Regions from separate parts of the Sus scrofa genome. Here all the other regions are linked to region 1. Evidence: chromatin contacts called from public Hi-C data. All regions are on one chromosome and are shown on one strand. The core of a region is the stretch at or near the end of the contact, and the rest is flanking DNA. Distances in the headings are between cores, read along the strand shown.

Region 1 (3,292 bases), core at 256-2,755:
GGAAGGATCCCAACAACCCGACAGCGATTCCCACCCCGCACCCCACCTTTTCTAGACTCCCAGACGGCCAGGAGGCTCTAAAAAGCCCTGCGGGAAAAATAAAGATTTCTTTCCCAGAGTCCTGCGCTGCTTTTGCAAGTCGGATTCCGGCAGGCACGATCTGCAGCCCGATAATGACACAGTCTTTGGAAGGAGCGCCTGTTCTCATCTCGCTCGCTTCGAGTTCTGGGACGACTGGCCACCCGCGCCGTGCCCCGACGGGCGGGCGTCCGACCCCGGCCCCGCTGCCAGGCCAGCGGCGCCCCGGCCTGGGGCCCTCCTCCCCTCCGCCGGCCCCGCTGCGGTCTGCAAACATTTCCTGCTCCCGCCCCCACCCCCACCCGGAGCTTCCCAGTTGGAGCGAGTTGGGCTCGCAGCCGGGTCAGCGCTCGCAGTTGCCACAAGTCGGCTCCCCCGGCCACTGGGGCCGGGGAAGGGGACCCCCGTCTGCCTCGGAAGCAGCCATCAGGGAAACCTAGGCGCCAGGAGCCGTGGGAGGTAGCTCAGGAAGCCCAGTTCTCGCGCAAGAAGGCGGACAACTGGCTGGGCGCCGGTGGCCCTGCTCCCTTCCCGGTCGTTACCTGCTCGCTTGCGGGGGTGTCCCGGGGCGGTCGGCCTCTCCCGGCGCTGTCTCCCCACACAGTTGCCCATGCTGGCTCTTCAGCCGGGCCCCATGCACCGAAGGCGACGGGATGGTCCGCTGCTCCGCGGTCCTGCCCCGGACGGCGGCGTCCCAGGTCAACGGCTCCGACCGCCCGGCATCGGGCGCTTCCCGATCTCCCCCCTGCGGCGCGCTCTACCCCAGCGCCGGCTTCGCCACAAACTTTGCGGGCAAGGAGAAAGAGGGAGGTGGCCGACTCCCCAACACAGTCCCAGGTGGCCGGGCCAGGGGGGCCCGCGACGGTGCCCGGCTGGAGACCAGCTCCGCTGAAGGGGCGGAGAGAGGGGGCGGGCACCGCCGCTGTTACTCCCGGCTCGCTCGGGGCTCCCAGCTGGGGCCGGCCCCCCGGAGCCTGTCACTCACCTGCCTAACCCCGCCCCAGCCCAGCCCTGCTCCCTGCCGCCGGCTCGCGGTGCCCGCGCCGCCGCCGCCGCCCGCCCCAGGTGCGCATGTGACCGACGGCACCGCCCCCTCGGGCCGGGCCTGGTTTTCTCATTGGTTCCCCCCAGGGTGCGTACCGCCCCTCGGCCCCACCCAGACAGGTGCCCGCCCCGCCGCGGGTCTCCCGGGAAGCTGGGCCGGGAATTATTCGCCCTCAATGGCCCCCGGCTGCGTGCCCAGCAGCCGCCTTCGCTCCCTGAGCCACCGCCCCGACTCCGGGCCCCGCCCCTTGGGGAGGGGCCGTCCCATCCCACCCTGGAACTGCCTGGCCTGGAGCCGGCAGGCACGTGATCCAGGGAGCGCCCCGCCCCCTCAGCCTTCGCCAGGCGATTGGCTCAGGAGGCGCGTGCGCTGAGAGGCCCATCCCGTGCCACCGCCCATTTCCCCTCCCACCGTCTCCAGTTCGCGTCATGGCCGCCGCCACCGCTCTGGAGGCGGTCGCGCCTACGGGCGCCCTGTGGGGCCTCGTGCAAGACTTCGTCATGGGTCAGCAGGAGGGCCCCGCAGACCAAGTGGCTGCAGGTACGGCAGACGGCGCCGCGCGGCTTCCGCTTGGGGGCCTCCAGGAGGGAGCGGCCTCAGCACGGGCGCCGGGCGGGAAGGGAGCGGTGACTTTGAGAGATTGGTCCCGGGCTGGTTGTGAGCACCGCGTGCTTAAGAACCATAACAAATTGCGAGTCGCTTGCAGTCTTCCTTAAAGCGCCCTTATGACCCTCGTTTTGGTTTATAGCCACCCTGTGCACCGGCCTGGGTTAGGAAAATCATTACCATTTCGCAGGTGTGGAAACTGAGGCCCAGAGAGGGCCAGAGGCTTCCTGGGGGAGTTGGGACTTGGACGCAGGTCCTCCAGTTCAGAATCAGGTGCTCACTCCGCGAAAGCACGTTGTTTCGAGGAAGTTGATGTGACGAGAAGCATCTTCGGCAGCATCAGCTCCAGTCGCGTGGCATGTTGGGAGTGGCCGCGCGACCCAATCTCTGACTGGCTGTAATTAATTGGAGAGAGGAGGAGAGAAACCAGCCTAGGGGGAGTTTGAGATGTTCTGCGTATCTCTTCCCCCCATTCTTGTTCAAGTTCTTGATTAATTTGCTTCGTGCCTTTTTTATGTGGTGTGTGTTTTTATATTTTTCCCAGAACTCCAATTTCCTGCTTTTCACCAGTTTAGGGATCTCTTAGTTCTGACAGCTTATCTAAAATTTGAGCGGAGCAAATGACAGATTTCCTTGAAATTCTGAGACTTCACTCTTTTAGAAAAAGAAAAATCTAAAAAGTTATTGAATGTTAGGAGGCCTTCGGACCTTGTGTCTATGTAATAGAATACAAAATAATCTTGTCAGTACAGATAAGTTTTGTCTTTATTTTTGGAAATTGCGCGTGTTTGGGGAGAAGTAAAGGATACATTTCTCTTGAAAAGTGAACACACTTGCTTTTAAAATATGTGGGAAATGAATAAAGTGAACCTGTCAGAAGTATAATACTTTGGGAGTTCCTGGTGGCTCAGGAGGTTAAGGATCTGGTGTTGTCGCTGCCATGGCTTGAGTGTGGCACTGGTTCGATCCCTGGCGGGGGAACTTCCACGTGCTGCCTGCTTAGCCAAAAAAAAAAAAAAAAAGGAGTTCCCGTCCTTACGCAGTGGTTAACGAATCCGACTAGGAACTATGAGGTTGCGGGTTGGATCCCTGGCCTTGCTCAGTGGGTTAAGGATCCTGCGTTGCCGTGAGCTATGGTGTAGGTCACAGACACGCTCGGATCCTGCGTTGCTGTGGCTCTGGCGTAGGCCGGTGGCTACAGTTCCGATTAGACCCCTAGCCTGGGAACCTCCATATGCCGCTGGAGCAGCCCAAGAAATGGCAGAAAGACACACACACAAAAAAGTATTATACATTATGGCAATATTCTACTTTCAGTCTTAGCACCATTATTGAACACATTATTCTTCAAACGCAGTGCTAAGCAGTAGGAACATAAATATCAATTAGATGAGATCTCTGCCTGCCAGGAACTTATAGTGTGGTGGGAGAAACAATCATTTGGACAGGTAGTATGCTACGCTACGAAAAGGGCCGTAAGAGGTATGTACAATATGACGTGGAACCAGCAAGGAGCAAATGCCTGATATAGCCATTCCGCTAAGCTTAACCTCTTACAGCTTT
Region 2 (3,456 bases), core at 244-2,743, 81 kb after region 1:
TGCATGCTTGGCTGTGTCCACTTCCCCTTCCCCTTTATCACTTATACCTTGATATTTCCCCTTTCCTCTTTGGAGCACCAGAGCTGTCTGAAATACTGCCTCCTGGGCTATAGTGAAGTGGACAAAACAAAAGATGTCAAGGTCACCTCTGAGTGCAGCCACTCCCAAGGGTGAGCTGGTGAGCCCTGAGAGCACTCAGGAAAGAAACAAAGAAGACTGGCCCATAGCGGAGGTGCCTATCAAAGGAGTGATTTCAGTAAGCCCAGACCTTTACATCTTCCCAGAGAAACTGATTTTCTGTAAATATTTTCTGTAAATCTTTTGTTCCTACTACCTTCCCTTTGTTGCAAAAACTTGTATATATATCCCAGGTCCCCTCTCACCTCCTGGGAGCAGTTTTCTCAAGGCTACCTGAGATGCTGTCTGCCAGGCTTAAGTCCTAATTTTGCCCCAAATAAAACTTCAGGTTGTGCAATTTTTTCATCTTTATTTTTATTTTTTATTTTTTTCATTGTCAGCTGCCCCATGGCATATGGAGCTCCCGAGCCAGGGATCAGATCCGAGCCACAGTCTTGACCTAAGCCAAAGCTATGGCAATGCTGGATCCTTAACCCACTATGCTGGGCTGGGTATGGAACACTGGACCCATTGCTCCCAAGATGTCACAATCCCATTGTGCCACAGCGGGGATCCTGTGCAATTTTTTAAAGTTGACAGATATTTAGAACCTAATCAGCCAAAAGCTCCAGGATCAAATGTCTGACAAAATTAGATTTATTGATTTGAAATGAGGGAGGGAATTCCAGAGGAATCTTGAAATTCTGCCCTGCAAGAGAAGGGAGGGAAGGTCTTTTGTAAAGTTTGGCTCTAGATAAAGGATTTGTGGGAGGGAATCAGGAGAGTGGGAATCAGTTCTGGATTGGTTTCTGGTTTTGAAGTGGAATTAGAAGAGATTAATTTAGGGGGATTTGAGTGCTATCATAAGGCCAGGGGTGGTTTAGCAAGTGGATATCTCCATTATTAAATGAAAATAGCTAAGCTATTTTTTTCTTTTCTTTTTGGCCCCAACTGTGGCATGCAGCCACAGCAGCGGCAACCCCAGTTCCTTAACCCGCTGAGCCGCGAGGGAACTCCAGTTTGGAGCATCACTGGTTGCTTTTTCTTTTTTTTGGCCACGTCTTCCAGGCCAGGGATTGAACCCAAGCCACAGCAGCGACCTGAGCCACAGCAGTGACAATTGCAGGATCCTTAACCGCGAGGCCAGCAGGGACCTCCGATGTTTCTTTAACCTGCAAAGGAATTCCAGTTTTAGGACACTCCTCTGTAGCCAAGAACCGAAGCCTTGGACTAAGAGCCCTAGAGACTCGGCAGCACCAAAACTTCCTCCCTAGAAGCAGATCTCTCAGGAGCCCCTCCCTATCAGAACCTGGACGCTAGGTGAAACCGGATGTTGATGCTCTTGCCATGGTGACGGACGCGAATGCGGAAGTTACGCCAGAGGAAGAGGAAGTGAAGTGGGCTGCGGACCCACGTGGGTCCTGCGCGTGTTTCTAGGTCCCTGGAACTTAGTCCTTTAAAGTCACTCTCGGCTTAGTCGACATGGGTCGCTCGGGGAAGTTGCGCTCCGGCGTCTCGGCCAAGTTGAAGCGCTGGAAGAAAGGCCATAGCAGCGAAAGCAACCCTGCCATCTGCCGTCACCGCCAGGCCGCCCGCAGCCGCTTCTTCAGTCCGCCCTCAGGTAGCAGGGTGACAACCCAAGGCATTGCGGGCGGAGGGGTTCTGGGCGGGGCTGGATCCTGATGGATCTGAGCCTTCTGGAGGCTTTGGGGAGCAACCATCGGCCTTTCCTCTCTTAAAATGTTCAATCTGGAGCCTGCTGTAAAGGTCCACCTTCCCCATTTAACAGATGCAGAAACTGAGTCCACAGGAGGGAAATGACTTGGCTAGGGTACCAGGAGTATCATAGTCAGTACTCTCGGCTGGAATTAACCTTAGTGACTCTTTGCGAGTCGCTTTCATCTTAATCTCTCAACCAAGCCCCTCGCCGCAGCCCCTAGCTGACTCCTACCGGCGAAACTTTTACCTGGAGGGTTCCCTTTCTGAGTTAAGTTCTAGGTGTACAATGGGATAATGAGGCAGACCGCGTTCGGAATTTAGCCTCTCGGGTTGGGGGCCTGGACTCCACAGGTTTGTTTCCTAGGGTTCTTGTTCTCTTGGCCAAAAGGCGGCTTGGGTTAAAATAAGGGCCTTACCCTATGCCCCCGGTTCTCAGGAAAGAGCAACCTGACAGTTGATGCAGTGAAGTTGCATAATGAGATGCAGTCAGGGTCTCTGCGCCTGGGCAAAAGTGAAGCCCCTGAGACAGTCATGGAAGAAGAAGAGGTGGCCCCGGCTCTCACAGAGAAATCTTCAGGCACCTTCCTGAGTGGCCTCTCCGACTGCACAAATGTCACCTTCAGCAAAGTGCAGCGCTTCTGGGAGTCTAACTCGGCTGCCCACAAGGAGGTAAGGGGGAGGGTCAGGGCAGCAGGAGGCTAGTGAGGGGGGCCAGTTGGACTGTTGATTGGTGACAGCAGCTGGAATCTATGGATATTGTGTCCTGCCCTTTTTGTCCTCTACTCATTTCTTCTTCTGGGGCAGTTTCCACTACTTTTTTTTTTTTTTTTTCCCACCCGTCTTTTATCTTTTTAGGGCCGCACCAGTGGCATATGGAGGTTCCCAGGCTAGGGGTCCAACCAGGGCTGTAGCCGCCGGCCTACGCCACAGCCACAGCCACAGCCACAGCAATGCCAGATCCAAGCTGCCTCTGTGATCTACACCACAGCTCACAGCAGTGCTGGATCCATAACCCACTGAGCAGGACCAGGGATCGAACCCGAGTCCTCATGGATGCTAGTCGGGTTTGTTAACCATTGAGCCATGACAGGAACTCCCAGTTTCCACTACTTCTTTTTTTTTTTGTCTTTTTGCCATTTCTTGGGCCGCTCCTGCGGCATATGGAGGTTCCCAGGCTAGGGGTGGAATCGGAGCTGTAGCCACCGGCCTACGCCAGAGCCATAGCAACTCGGGATCCAAGCCGCGTCTGCACCCTACACCACAGCTCACGGCAACGCCTGATCGTTAACCCACTGAGCAAGGGCAGGGACCGAACCCGCAACCTCATGGTTCCTAGTCAGATTCGTTAACCACTGCGCCATGACAGGAACTCCTCCACTACTTCTAACAGCATCTCCTCAGCTCATGAGTAAAGTCCCTCAGGGTATTTTCCAGATATTTTTCTTTTCTTTCCTTTTTATGGCCACACCCCTGGTGTATGGAAGTTCTCAGGCCAGGGACTGAATCTGAGCCACAGCTGTGACAACAACCTGAGCCGCAGCTGTGGCAATGCTGGATCCTTTAACCCCCTGCACCAGGCCAGGGATCAGACCTGCACCTCTGCTGCCACCCAGGGTGGTG
Region 3 (3,274 bases), core at 333-2,832, 120 kb before region 1:
ACCCTTCTAATAACTATAACAATAATATATTTTTCCAATAAACCATACTGGTCCAGCCGAGAACTTTAACAGGGAAGACTTGATATTTTTTTGACTCACTGATATTCCAAAGATACCTCTAGTTTGATCTAAATGCCTTAAATTCTTCTGCAATTATCAAAAGTATAAAAGTCACTTGTCAGCTGCCCTGATCGCTTCATGCCCCATTCCTTCCCATCCCCAACCTCCTTTAAATACATGCCAGTGATAAAACAGAGGTCAGCCAAACACTTCGCCTTCCTGAAAAAAGCAAACTTCTGAGTGTCCTAGGTAAAAAGTGAAGGTTAAAAGGTAGTTGATAGTCCCATGTTTCTCAAACTTCACATTCTAAACTGAGGAACCATAAAAGAGGATTTGAACAATTTCACAGAAGTGAGCAATGATCAGTACATATGAAACTGGTGAATCCACCCACTCTATCACCAACGTCTGCCAATAAGAGACCTGGGACGGTAGCAGGAGACATCTCCACAGCACAGAAAGATGGAAAAGAACCCTCAGAGCCCCTTATGGGTCACCCATTCTCCTCAATGCACAGCGACAACACTGGTTCTGTCCATAAAGAGAGAACGGGCTTAAATTTGTTAAGTCAGTGGACAAATAGCAGTCTCTATAGTTTAAAGCTCAGGAACCTAGTAGAAAGCAGCATTTCCCCGCGTTTCTGTCCAGAGGCCGATTGCCCCACCACACTGCCGGGCCCTTCGCCTGTATCTGGTCAATTTCCTCTTTTCATTTTCCGCTCCCTCCTCCCCTACCAAATAAGTTCTGATTTATTTCTTCATTCCGCAGAGCTTCTCCATCTCCAGTCCTCAATGGCACTCCAAAATCCTGCCAAGAGGCTCGGCACTATGAAGTTTATCCCTTTTGCAGCCTTTCAGCCCCCCTTCTCCCTATGGCTGTGCGAAGCCTCAAACTCGCCCGGCAGGCCCACCCTCCCCGAAGCCCGCGGCCTCGGTCCCCAGCCCGCTCTCACCCCCTGAGGGTCTTTGACGAAGTAGCTTCCGCTGGAGCCCTGGTAGATGCGCTCGGGGAAGATGCAGCGTTCTATGGCTAGCTCGGCCTGCCGCACCACCGCCTCGAACTCGGGGTCCTCCGGGAACTCGTTCCGCTCGCGGTGGGCCTGCGCGGCATGAGCCGCCGCCGCGGCCTGGGCGGCCAGGGCTTGGGCCTGTGCCGCCACGGTTTGGGTTTGACACTGGGCCGCCGCGCCCCGGGCCCGATCCAGCAGTGGCTGTCTTTCCCGGTCGTGGCCTGGTGAGCCCGGCGGAGAGGGGGCTGGGCCGGCCGCCGACGCCACGCGGACCGCGCCCCCCGGCACCTGCGGAAAGTGAGCGCCCGAGCTGGACGGGAAGGTGTAGTCCGGAGGTTGGGCCCGCTCGGGGGACACTAGTGGGCTCGTCTCGTCCATCCCTCAGGCCGCGGGCTCCGGGACCCGGTGCGCTCCACACAGCTGAGCTCCGGCCCGGACCAATCCGCGACACCCCCCAACCCGCGCCTGGCCAACCAGATTACGGTGCTTCTTGGCCCCGCCCCCACCCTCCCTGTTTACTTGGCGACGAGTAGGCACGACCCCTCGCGCGCAAACAGCAACCAATCAGAACCAGCGCCTACGCAATCGCGGCCTCCGCAGTTTTCGCCCGTCACCTTCTGTGAAGATTGCGCATGCTCCAAGAGTCAGCGGCGGGTCAGACACGCCCTCTGCTTTTTCGATCCTACTCTGCACTTAACTTCCGATTGCCTGCGCCTGTTTGGGAACCTTCAATAAAGCCGCCTACCTCATCAGTCAGTCTACTTGAGTGCCTATTATGAACGAGCTGAGAGACTGGAGAACTCTTGATCTGGAGTCGTTGCATCGTGCACTCATTCATTAAATATGTATTGAGCACCTCCTGTTTGCTGGAGAGACAGAAGAGAAGCAAAGAAACAAAAATTTCTACCTAAATAAAAAGTTTTTTTTTTTTTTTTAACTCTAGTCTTCATGTAGCTTACACACTGCCTGACCCAATGCTTAGAGCATATTTTTTTGGTTTTTTTCCTTTTTGTACTTTGAAGGCTGCCCCCGCAGCATATGGAGGTTCCCAGGCTAGGGATCCAATCGGAGCTGTAGCCGATGGCCTACGCCATAGCCGCAGAAACGCCAGATCCGAGCAGCGTCTGCGACCTACACCACAGCTCACCACAGCGCGGGATTCTTAACCCACTGATGGAGGCCAGATATCGAACCCGCGCGTCCTCATGAATGCTAGTCGGGTTCGTTGACCGCTGAGCCACCGTGGGAACTCCTAGAGCATATTTGTTAATTGAAGAAAGGTATGGTCCCATGAGACTAAAAAATTCCAGGAGTTCCTGTCGTGGCGCAGTGGTTAATGAATTCGACTAGGAACCATGAGGTTGCAGGTTCGATCCCTGGCCTTGCTCAGTGGGTTAAGGATCTGGCATTGTCATGAGGTGTGGTGTAGGTCGAAGACGCGGCTCGGATCCCTCATTGCTGTGGCTCTGGCGTAGGCCGGTGGCTACAGCTCCAATTAGACCCCTAGACTGGGAACCTCCATATGCTGCAGGAGCGGCCCTAGAAAAGGCAAAAAGAAAAAAAAAAAGAGTCCATGACCTTTTTTTCATCACTGTAAAACCTCAGTGTCTAAATGTACAGTGGGTGCTCAGTACATTTTTGTTAGTGGAAAAGAGGACCATGTAGTCCCTGCCCACAAGCTGAAGACACACAGCTCTCTGAGGCCTAGAAGAAAAAGAGCCGATATTGAGAGCTGGAAACTCCATATTAAAAGTTCAGTGACTTGGAGGTTGGTTGGAGAGTCAGCGAGGGCCTCAAGTTCAGCGTGTGCTGTGAGTTGTCTTAAAGGAGGAATGTAATTAGGTCACTGGAGGGCACAGTTACCCATGAAAAATTAGTCAGTATTCAATCTAAGAAAGAAATGGAATATTTTATTCAAAACAAACCTGAGGATTATAACGTGGGGGACAGTCTCTCAGAGAGGTCTGAGAACTGTCCTGAAGAGGTGAGGGGAGGTCAGTATATATGTGATTTTGAGGAATAGGTACTACAATCAAGCATACATCTTGGTAGAAGGTTATTGCTATTCACAAGCAACAGATACCTAGTTAACAGTTTTAGTGCTTTTCTAAGTATGGGAAGATGCAAAAAACAGGTTCCTAAAATTTCTCCTGGAAATATCTAACTAAGGGCTGTGAGTTTTCTCAGAGCACAAAGTGCCTCATC

What was found. A called contact is a pair of places that touch in the nucleus more often than the background predicts.
Region 2: a Hi-C map of skeletal muscle shows a contact between it and region 1, with 6 times the contacts expected there. The contact joins the promoter of RRP12 here to the promoter of MMS19 in region 1. A contact is called at or near these places in 1 of 5 promoter capture datasets (liver), 3 of 47 Hi-C or Micro-C datasets (embryonic fibroblasts, liver and skeletal muscle) and 2 of 2 datasets of contacts at active chromatin or transcription factors (alveolar macrophages and skeletal muscle).
Region 3: a contact with region 1 is called in a Hi-C map of liver, with 4 times the contacts expected there. The contact joins the promoter of PI4K2A here to the promoter of MMS19 in region 1. A contact is called at or near these places in 4 of 47 Hi-C or Micro-C datasets (heart right ventricle, liver and skeletal muscle) and 1 of 2 datasets of contacts at active chromatin or transcription factors (alveolar macrophages).

The regions. Positions count from the first base shown.
Region 1 is chr14:108,884,800-108,888,091 of Sscrofa11.1, reverse strand. It overlaps MMS19 (MMS19 nucleotide excision repair protein homolog), which reads left to right and starts at 1,505. Exons shown (of 31, transcript XM_013990467.2): 1 at 1,505-1,663. The coding sequence starts at 1,552. UBTD1 (ubiquitin domain-containing protein 1) reads right to left here and starts at 2,558. Exons shown (of 3, transcript XM_021074394.1): 1 at 1,910-2,558.
Region 2 is chr14:108,803,550-108,807,005 of Sscrofa11.1, reverse strand. It overlaps RRP12 (RRP12-like protein), which reads left to right and starts at 1,493. Exons shown (of 34, transcript XM_021072760.1): 1 at 1,493-1,738; 2 at 2,273-2,505. The coding sequence starts at 1,600.
Region 3 is chr14:109,006,451-109,009,724 of Sscrofa11.1, reverse strand. PI4K2A (phosphatidylinositol 4-kinase type 2-alpha) reads right to left here and starts at 1,582. Exons shown (of 9, transcript XM_001929034.6): 1 at 1,013-1,582. The coding sequence starts at 1,447.